Linked DNA regions of Mus musculus: region 1 is linked to region 2. A link is a contact called in public HiChIP or PLAC-seq data. All regions are on one chromosome and are shown on one strand. Each heading gives the region's core, a stretch centred on a gene start, on an enhancer-like site or on the middle of the called end of the contact. The rest is flanking DNA. Distances are from core to core; before and after follow the strand shown. Region 1 holds the start of H2-Oa (histocompatibility 2, O region alpha locus). Region 2 holds the start of Nelfe (negative elongation factor complex member E, Rdbp).

Region 1 (5,204 bases), core at 1,114-3,613, 760 kb before region 2:
CACGCCTTTGATCCCAGCACTTGGGAGGCAGAGTCAGGCGGATTTTTGAGTTCGAGGCCAGCCTGGTCTACAAAGTGAGTTCCAGGACAGCCAGGGCTATACAGAGAAACCCTGTCTCAAACCCCCCCCCAAAAAAAAAGAAGAGGAAGGAGGAAGAGGAGGAAGAGGAAGAAGAAAAGGAGGGCAGTGGTGGCACACAGCTTTTGTCCCAGCGATCAGGAGGTAGAGGCAGGCAGGTATCTGTGAATTCAAGGCTAGCATGGTCTACAGAGTGAGTTCCAGGCAGCCAGAGCTACACAAAGAAATCCTGTCTCAAAATAGATAAATGTAAAAAATTAAAAACAAACAAATAACAACAACAAAAAACCTCAAAGCAGAACAAAATTTCCATTTTTCAGGCAGAAAACAGATTTATTAAGTCTGCAATTCACTTTGAGGGGCAGTGGCCAGGGGGCTCACATTTTTTACTGTTATTTCATCCTGTTGTCTTATTTTTAAAAAGATGTATTTCTTTGTTGTACATGGTGTGTTGCCTGCATGCATGTCTGTGGACCACTGAATTTCTGATAACTGGGGTTACAGATAGTTGTAGGACACCATGTGGGTATGAAGAGCCAAGCCTGGGACCTCTGGAAGAGCAGCCAGTGCTTTTAACCTCTGGGCCATCTCTCCAGTCCATCTTGATATGTTTTTTGAGACAGAACCTAGTCTTATATTTGTGCGATCTTCCTCCGCCTGTTCCGTGCTGAGATTATGGGTGTGGACTGGGACTCCTGGCTCAAAAGCCTTCACGTATTTAGAAATAAAAACGCACTTGGGCAGCCTCCCTTGATGAGTTGCTGGGTGACCCCATCTCAAAATCACTCCTCTCTATTCAGCCATTACTAAACAGAGAAGCCACCGAGGTAGCCATGGTTTCTCTAAGACATACCCACCTCTTGCCCCGCTGACCTGGGACTCCAGCTGCACTGTCACTGGAAGAGAGACTTGGTTCAGGGCTGGACCAAGGCTGTGAGTAGGTCCCCTCATTCATGCAGACATCTGCAGAGAGTACACTGTGTCCCCTGGAGTTGCAGTTACAGAATGTCGTGAGCAGCCTCTTGAGGGCGCTGTTTCCCAAACTCTGGTCCTCTGGCAGAGCAGCGTGGGATTTTAAGGCTGAGTATTTCCCAGCCTGCCCACCCACTGCATCTTTTGAGATGGCTCTGCTGCTGACCCTAAAGCCCTAGAGCTCACCTGTTTGGCTAGACTGGCTGGCTAGCCAGTTACACGGATCTCCCTGTCTCTGCCCCGCCACGGCTGAGGGTTTACAGACATGTGCCACCATGCCTGGCTTTTTCGGTGTGTTGGGAATCCAAACTCACGTCCTTGTGCTTGTGTGGCAAGCACTTTACCCACAGAGCCACCTCCGCAGCACCCGGAACGAGTATTTGTTACAAACTTCACTGAGCCAAAGCAACTCGCTGGAGCCAAAGTCGCAGACTTCTCAGACAGCGTCAAGCTTGAAAACCCTTGATTTCAGCCTCTTTGGAAGATGGCTGCCACAAGTTTGATGGAAGTTCTCTTTACCCATTTCTATTTCCTTTCTCTTTTTTGAGACAAAGTTTCTCTATGTAGCCTGGCTGGCCTGGAACTTACTGTGTAAACCAGGCTGCCATTGAACTCATAGAGATTCACCTGCCTCAGCCTCCAGAGTGCTGGCATTAAAGGCGTGGCCTGAATCTCTCTATTTACTGTATTGACTGAGTCCTTCCAGTGCCAGCCATTGGCTGAGTTCACCAATAGGCAAACGCTAGGTGCATGCGGACCCTGGTCAACCTCTGGCCAGCGTGCAAGAGGGTGTCTGGGGACTAGAAGGGACAAATGGAGACCACCAATGTCCTCTGCCCACCCCATGTCACTTGTAGGAACTGCCTGTAGTGTTCCTTCAGGGGGAGCATCTTCAGCCGTTACACAGTCTTCCTTACAGATAAAATAAAATAATGTTTTTGAAAATGATTTACAAATATAAGAGTTTCTATGCTGTGATTTATTATATCCAATGATCTCCCTTTAAAAGTTCTTAGTGTGTTTTGTTTTATATTTTACCCCCCAAAATTTCCAGAGGGACCCACAGGAAAAATCAGGTTCTATCATGGACCAGATGGAGGCTTTGCCCAGCATAGCCATTTGGTGCTCTGTGACTTCTCTGCTCCTTCCTGAAGCCCCTTCTTGAAAGGTGAAGTGACAGATGACCCATGGCCTCCACTCTCCACCTTCTCACCCAGACTCTTTACTTCCTTGCCCAGCAACAAACCCATTATCTCAGAGAACTGCTCTGATTGGCTGCTTACCGCAAGGGTCTTCCCCTAACCTGGACTCTGTTTCTTTTTACCTCGATCTTGCTCCCTTGCTTCCCAAACAGACGTTGTTAGAGCCACTCACCCCAGCAATGGTCCTTTTTGTGGAGCTGGTCCCGGTACTCCTAACCGCAATGAGCTTCCTGAGTCCCCGAGGAGTAAGGGCCATCAAGGGTAAGTGCTGGGGACACCTGGGAGTGGGAGAGTACAGCACAGGGGAAAGTGTCTCTCTCTGTGTCGGGTATATGGCAACTCCCTCCACCTGCAGACAAATCCCTGCCACCTCCATTGTGGGCCTAACCACTGGGCTGAGGCTGGGTCTCTTCTGGGCTTCTTTTACATTCAGAGCCCCCCTCAGCTCTTCCTCTTTTCTGAGATCCGTGCCCTCACCCGCCTCACTGCAGAGCACCCTGGCTCCTGAACCACTTCCTGGCTGCAACAAGCAGTTCTCATCCAGCTTTGTTGCAGTGTTTTGGTTTTCCCCGTTTGTTTTCTGTCACGCTGGGCTCATGACAGTCCCTTACATTCCTCAGAAGTGTAGAGCTCTGAAAGAGTCAGTGGAAATGTAGCCCTGACACCAGGAAACAGCACTTTGTCGAGGGTGAGACCTATTAATCAACACTCCCAGATGGAAGGTGGAATGTAAAGTTTGAATCTTGGGGTGTTTGTTTGTTTGTTTGTTTCTTTATTAAATTGGCTTTTTGAGACAGGGTTTCTCTGTGTAGCCCTGGCTGTCCTGGAACTTACTCTGTAGACCAGGCTGGCCTCAAACTCAGAAATCTGCCTGCCTCTGCCTCTCAAGTGCGCCGTTGCTGCTGCCAGGATTGAACTCCTGACTTTATGTCCTGTGTTATCTTACAATACTTTGGGAACTTCTCTCTCCCTCCATGTGTTAATGAGGCAGAGTTTCATTGAACTAGGCAGCCCACGCTGGTCTTGAACTTCTGATCTTTCTGTCTCTACCCTCTCTGTGCTGGGGTTGTAGGGATGTGCTGTCATGCCTGGCTTGTGGAAAGCGGCCCTTTTCCTCACCCTGGTCTCTGGATCATGGATATTATTACATCATGCTCCTGTCTGTCACTGTCCCTCACCCACTCCTATGCTAGCTTTCTTTCCCAAAAGCTCCCTTCAGTGCTTCCCCTTAACCATTTCCTCCTCGCCCCAAATTTACCATCTTACACACAAGGTCTGACAGGGTGGCTGCCTCTACAGCTACAGCAGATGATGGAGGCCTGGAAACCTGACACCATCTCCTGTGGGCTGTCTCTCCTTTTCCCAGCCTGCTTTGTCAGCTCCACCCATGCATGCAGTGGCCACGCCCCCTCTGCCCTCCCCCTTTCGTGTCTCTGGAACTTTTCAAGGGGCTGCTATGGCTTTGCAGGGCTGTCCTCACCCCACAGCCCAGGATGAGACCAGGCTGAGACTCAGAAGCTGAGACATGCTTCTCTCAGCTCCCATCCTTCCCTCACCCAATACAGCCGACCACATGGGCTCCTATGGACCGGCCTTCTACCAATCTTACGACGCTTCTGGACAGTTCACACACGAATTTGACGGGGAACAAATTTTCTCCGTGGATCTGAAGAACGAGGAGGTCGTGTGGCGTCTGCCTGAGTTTGGAGACTTCGCCCACTCGGACTTTCAGAGTGGGCTGATGAGCATTTCCATGATCAAAGCTCATCTGGACATCTTGGTGGAACGCTCCAACCGAACCAGAGCTGTCAGCGGTACCTGGCCCTCCCTCCACCCCACCTAACTAGGCAGGGAAGGTGATGGACAGAATCCCCAACCCCTCTTCAGAATCCTGCCCTCCCCTCCCCTCCTGCCCCAGGAAGATCCCAGAACGTTTCTGCAGGTGGCCACACGGGAGGAAGTATCCCTTAATCTCGGCTCTAGTAAGACCAAGAGCTGTGAGGGACGGGACTTTGGGATTTAGGTTCTCATTCCTCCTAGTGCCTCCCAGAGTGACCGTTCTCCCCAAGACTCGTGTGGAGCTCGGAAAGCCCAACGTCCTCATCTGCATCGTGGATGATATCTTCCCGCCTGTGATCAATGTCACCTGGCTGCGCAACAGCCAGCCCATCACTAAGGGAGTGGCCCAGACCAGCTTCTACTCTCAGCCTAACCACAGGTTCCGGAAGTTCCACTACCTGACCTTCGTGCCCTCTGCGGAGGATGTGTACGACTGCAAGGTGGAACACTGGGGCCTGGATACACCGCTCCTCCAGCACTGGGGTAGGGAGCACCCTGCCCCAGCCTGTTCACGTCTGTGTCTCCACTACTCCAGATCCCTTCCTGTGTCCTCTGACCCTTGCTTTCTTTCCTTAGAGCCCCAAGTGCTTACCCCACCACCGGACACCATAGAGACCCTGATCTGTGGCCTGGGCCTGGTTCTCGGCCTTATGGGCTGCCTCCTGGGCACCGTGCTCATGATCACAGGCACACGCAGGCCCAGTATCCGCAGGTGCAGAAGCCCCGGGAGTCTGTGGGCAAAGGGAGGAAGGCGTGGAGAGTAGATGGGGGACGCCGGGGGTGGGGGTTGGGGGTGGAGGAGACAGAGGAAGGGGGAGGAGCTAGAAAAGCGGGAATTTGGAGAAGTGGGTGTGCGAATGTGAATGGCTTCGGTCACCTGGGTTTCGCGACTTTAGGTAACTTCTCTTCTGAGAAACCCTTGAGAGATGATTCCTGGCGGACTTCTGGAAGCTTCTGCGTGCTCAGCGGCAGCCTGTGACAGTGTTGACCTCGAGTGGCATCAACCTCTGTTCACCAAATCCCAGGAGAACATTGTGGGCGCAGTCTCCTGCCCTGGTACCCCATTTCACTCACAGCTCCAGTGCCATCCACAGCTCTGGCAGCCGCACTAAA
Region 2 (4,817 bases), core at 2,268-4,767:
GCTGGCTGAGGGATGAGACGGTAAAAGTCGCCCACAGGGGAGGTGACGTCCACAGGCACAGCCCACTGTTCCTGAGGTGGAGGTTTGGGAGGCTCCGGGGTAGATACGACTGTGGCAGCTTCCTGGAGAAGTTGGGTAGGAGGGACAGAGGTAGAGCCAGGGAGATCTTGCCTGCAGCTCATGCCCCAGAGTATCTCACTGTCACCCTCAAACCCAAGCTGGGCATCAGAGCTCCTTCTTACTTGCCTCCACCACTGGTAACTACCAACCTTCAACACTAGATCCTCCAAGCTGCTTGCTCGGACCAGGGGAGTACCAGAGGGGGAGGGGGAGGCATTGTCCCCTCTAGGGCCTCCTGCTGCCTCGCCTTCATCCTCGTCACCTCCACTCAGATCAAGAGGCTCCAGCAGACGGCTGAGGCTGAGCAAACCTGGCACAGGAGCTGGATGATCTGAGGACCAACAGCCAGCCACCCTGTCACAATTCACATGTCTGCCGGAGCAGGGCGCCCCTACAAACCCTTCTCCAACTCACCTTTGGGGGCAAAATCCACCCCTTTCTTGAAGCCAGGTGGGACAGTGAGAAGATCTGAAGGATGAGAACAGAGAGGCAGCATCAGCCATTGCACTGGCATCGGCCACTGCCCAGCTGTTCTGTAAACTATACATCATAGGACACAGACATTCACAGTACTCTGTGCATGTTCATGGCAGCTGTGGCCAATTTCTTAAGAGCTACTAGAGAGGACACCTTTTCGCTTGTGGGCAAGGAGGCTTGTTTCCCTGACTTGTAAAAGTACAGGAAGCCTAGCAGCAACCTGCTGGGCTCTCCCCAGACACAGTAAGCCAGGCAGCGACCTGAGGGCCACTTCACCTTTCTCAAAGTCTATCTCCTCCTCAGCTTCCTCCCGAGTATGCAGATCAGTTATGCTGGGCTCATCCATCCCACCTGGGGAAATATGAAAATTCGGTATGAGCAGGGGCCCATCCCCTAGACATTCTCCCTTATACCACCATCAAAGATGACTTACCTGGCCAGAAAGGGTACTGTGTTGGATTGCCCCATAGCGACTGGGAGGCTGGCCCTGGAGGCCGGCGAAGGGACAAGGAGGTTGTAGCTGACAGATTTGTGTTCTCCAGCAGGACCTGAGACAAGAGGTTGGATAACCAGTGAGACCAAGCCTGCTTCTGACCCTTCCTCCCAATTCCATTTCTTGGGGCCTCTGACCTCTCACCTCCTTATAGCCCAGTATATGGCCTGTGGTTGGGTGTCTCTGGGCCTGAAGGTCAGATGGGACTGGAGTCTCCACGGCAGCCAGGAGTGACCAGGGATCCGTCTTCCTCTGCCATTTTCTGGAGAGAAGGAAAGGAATTTTGGAGTCGGCTTTCTCCCTATCCCAGCTTCCTTCCATTGGTCCATCTCTCCAATCTGGGAGGCTGCAGACTTCTCACCGAGCTGAGTGCTCTACACCGTGTAGAGGAAGCCAGGCTGGAGACGACAGAAACAGCTGCTCTGCTTCCTGGCACAGATCTGGGGCGCATGGAGGGAGGCCATGGGGGAGCTGGGACAAGGGCGAGATAGGAAGTATTAAGTTGGGGGCTGGAGAGGTGGCTCAGCAGTTGAGAGCACTGACTGCTCTTCCAGAGGTCCTGAGTTCAATTCCCAGCAACCACATGGTGGCTCACAACCATCTGTAATGAGATCCGATGCCCTCTTCTGGTGTGTCTGAAGACAGCTACAGTTTACTCGTATATAAAATAAATAAATAAATTGAAGAAAAAAAAAAAGAAGAAACCTTAAGTTGGTTAATAAAGGATAGCGTGTAGACAAAAGAGGCGATGGAACTTGTGTTCAGATCCAATGGTAGATGTCCCAGGATACCAACTAAGGTAAATCACTGATTTCAGACACACAGAGGCCAGACACAGCAATCTGCATTCTTATTTTGAGAGAGGCTCTCATGAAACCCATGTTTGCATCCAACTTGATGTGTGTGTGTGTGTGTGTACACATATCCCTCCCCCTCTCAAGTGAGGGGGTGACAAGCATGAGCTACCAACACCTGACTATCATGCAGAGCCAGGGATCAAAACCAGGGCTTTGTGTATGCTGAGCAAGCGCTATACCAAGTGAGCTATGTGCTCAACTGAGAATTCGCATTTTAGAATTCTTATTATTTGTAGTAGTATGTGTTAGTATGTATAGGTCTGTGTGTAATGGGTGGACATGGGTACACGCATGCACACATGGCAGTCAGAAGACCACATTGTGGAGCTGGCTCTCTCGCTGCCTTTACGTGTGTCTCATCAGACTTGCATGGGCAAGCGCTTTAATAGGCTAAGCCAGTGATTCTCAACCTTCTCAAATGCTGCCACCTTTTAATGCACCGGTTCTCCTGTTGTGCTGACCACAACCGAAAAATAATTGTGTTGCTACTTATTAACTGTAATTCTGTTACTGTTATGAATCTTAATGTAAATGTCTGGTGTGCAGGATATCTGATATGTGATGTGACCCCTGTCAAAGGGTCATTCCACCCTCAAATGGGTAGTGAATCAAAGGTGGAGAATCTCTGGGCTAATAAGTCATTCTGCCAGTCTTAAATTTTCTGCTTCTTTTCTTTCTGTTTTGGGGATGAGATCTCACTACATAGCCCTGGCTGGCCTAGAACTTGGTATGTAGATCAAACTGGCCTCCAATTCAAGAGATCTGCCTGCCTCCACCTCCCAAGTGCTGGGAATAAGGGTGTGAGCCACGCCAGGCTTCAGTTTAAAAGAGCCAAGTGCTCTGAGCTATGCAGAGAGAAGGAACCTCCTAGGAGGAAAGATACAGGTGAAGGGGCAGCTCTGAGAGCTCGCGTCTCCAGCACTCCCCGCTCCGACCTACTGGAGTTCCAGTAGAGTGGGATCTGTCCAGCATGAGCCGGAGGCCAAGATGACAGTGTCAAGCTACATCCTCCTGTGAGCAGGGTGGAATTTCTTTTAGGCTCATAGGTCAAAGGTGAGGGTCAAAAGTCACTCACAGTGCTCTCTGGAGGCCCTGGCACGTTCAGCAGCTCCCAACGGCCAGTGCACCCCACTTCCAGAGCTCGAAGGGGTAAGTTCAGGGGATCTAGGGGAGGCAGAACTACAAGGGAAAGGTCACAGGTTAAAAGCCACAAGTCATTCCTGTCTACTAACTAGTCCTTTCCGCGGACCCCCCTCCCTCCCCTCCCCTCCTCTCCTCTCCTCTCCCGTCCACTCTCCTCCCCTCCCCCTCACCGAGTCGCTCCGTCTCCATCATCCTGGAGCCGCGGCAGCTCCCGAGCAGCCCGGAAACTCAGAGTAACCACGGAGCCGGCCCCGCCCCGAGAAGGGCGGAAGTTGAAATTACTTCCGACACGCCCCCTCCTCCACCACTCCCCGCCGGGAGCGTGGGCGAGAGCGGCGCCGAAGCCTGACTCGGAGCCGGGCAAGGCCGGGCGGAAGTCACTGCGACTCGCCGCCTTGGTTACCGCGTGTCCCGCCCCTTTACGTCATCGCCGCGAGCCAGCGCGCAGTAGCCCGCGCGGCGGCGCCGGAGACCGCGGGCCCGGGCGCCGCCCCCTCAGGTGAGGGCTTCGTCTCACATCTTTCGCGCCTTCCCCGCGCGGCCCCTGGTTCTTCTTCCTCCTCCTCTGGTTGCCCAGATAGCGCTACGCGGGCCCGGCCGCCTTCTCTGCCCATCGGACCCCGAGGTTGGCTGACCTAACCCCATTGGGCATGGGGGTCGGGAGCCATCGCCTTGGCGTCGCAGGGAGTGCTTTCCCTTCTCCGGGCTGAGGTACCCCAAGGCTCTAGTGTCTGGACCTTGGACATAGGCGGGAATGCCGGTTGATTACCATAAACAGGAGGCTGGACAAGCAGCCTCGGAGGAACGAGGGGTTAGGGAAAGGCCAGAGGCTGGAGTAGGCGGGCCTGGAGGTTGGGGTGCATACAGGATGGACGCAAGTTGGACGACGTGTGAATTTTGAATGGTGACAGTAGAGAATGATGTCTTGGGTTCTGCCCTTGAACCAGGAGCCAACATGTTGGTGATACCTCCGGGGCTGAGTGAAGAGGAAGAGGCACTGCAGAAGAAGTTCAACAAACTCAAGAAGAAGGTAGGAGTTAGTTAAGCGTGGTGGCCCGGCTTCTCCAGACTCTGGGGACACCTGGGCTGACTGTAAGGCCATGGGAGTCCTCCTGCCTCCTACCGGAAGGGGACCTCTCAGTGGAGCTTTGGCAGCATCGTCCAGTCTTATTTGAACCCTCCCTCTTCTCTGGTCATCCCCAATGGAATTATCATCGTCCCTGTGGCTTCAGTACCACCCAGAGCCTTGTGAACCATCAAATGCCCAAGTAAATGTGCTCCTCCTGTCTGCTCTACCTCCCTCCCTTCGCTTTTAGATAACCAACTGCATTTAATAGGCCTTAAAATCTCTCATCTCTGACACACCACTCCACCTCAGACAGGGTCTCACACTTAGCCCAGGCTGGATTGAAAATATGTGGCTTTGGGTAGCCTGGAATGGCTCTGCCTCACCTCTGGCTTCTGTACTATTTACACAGCAAAACATTTGTCAAGTCTGTCGATGGTTTCTAAGTTCCTCTTCCACTTTGTCCCCTACCACTACCCCTGGCAAGGATCTCAGTATGTGGCCGGGTTGGGTGGGTTGTTTTGTTTTGTTTTGTTTTGTTTTTTCAACTCCTGGGCTCCTGGTATCTTCCTCCCTAAGCTTCTCTCAGGAAGTGGAACTCTAGGTGCACAACACCGTCCTCAGCACTCTCCTTACTAGTGAAACCTCTGAGTAATTTCTC

What was found. HiChIP or PLAC-seq counts read pairs in DNA pulled down with a chosen protein or histone mark.
Region 1: an H3K4me3 HiChIP or PLAC-seq map of bone marrow-derived macrophages shows a contact between it and region 2, with 10 times the contacts expected there. The contact joins the promoter of H2-Oa here to the promoter of Nelfe in region 2. A contact is called at or near these places in 5 of 39 promoter capture datasets (embryonic stem cells, hippocampal neurons, liver and 2 more), 1 of 115 datasets of contacts at active chromatin or transcription factors (bone marrow-derived macrophages) and 2 of 9 other capture datasets (liver and pancreatic islet).

The regions. Positions count from the first base shown.
Region 1 is chr17:34,090,016-34,095,219 of GRCm38.p6, forward strand. It overlaps H2-Oa (histocompatibility 2, O region alpha locus), which reads left to right and starts at 2,364. Exons shown (of 5, transcript NM_008206.2): 1 at 2,364-2,513; 2 at 3,818-4,066; 3 at 4,293-4,574; 4 at 4,668-4,803; 5 at 4,988-5,204. The coding sequence starts at 2,432. The coding sequence ends at 4,991. It overlaps BC051537 (cDNA sequence BC051537), which reads right to left. Exons shown (of 5, transcript NR_046183.1): 2 at 4,969-5,098; 3 at 2,425-2,530.
Region 2 is chr17:34,846,874-34,851,690 of GRCm38.p6, forward strand. It overlaps Nelfe (negative elongation factor complex member E, Rdbp), which reads left to right and starts at 3,518. Exons shown (of 11, transcript NM_001045863.1): 1 at 3,518-3,715; 2 at 4,038-4,120. The coding sequence starts at 4,046. It overlaps Skiv2l (superkiller viralicidic activity 2-like (S. cerevisiae)), which reads right to left and starts at 3,331. Exons shown (of 28, transcript NM_021337.2): 1 at 3,261-3,331; 2 at 3,023-3,126; 3 at 1,452-1,561; 4 at 1,235-1,352; 5 at 1,031-1,145; 6 at 874-948; 7 at 535-588; 8 at 270-451; 9 at 1-122. The coding sequence starts at 3,282.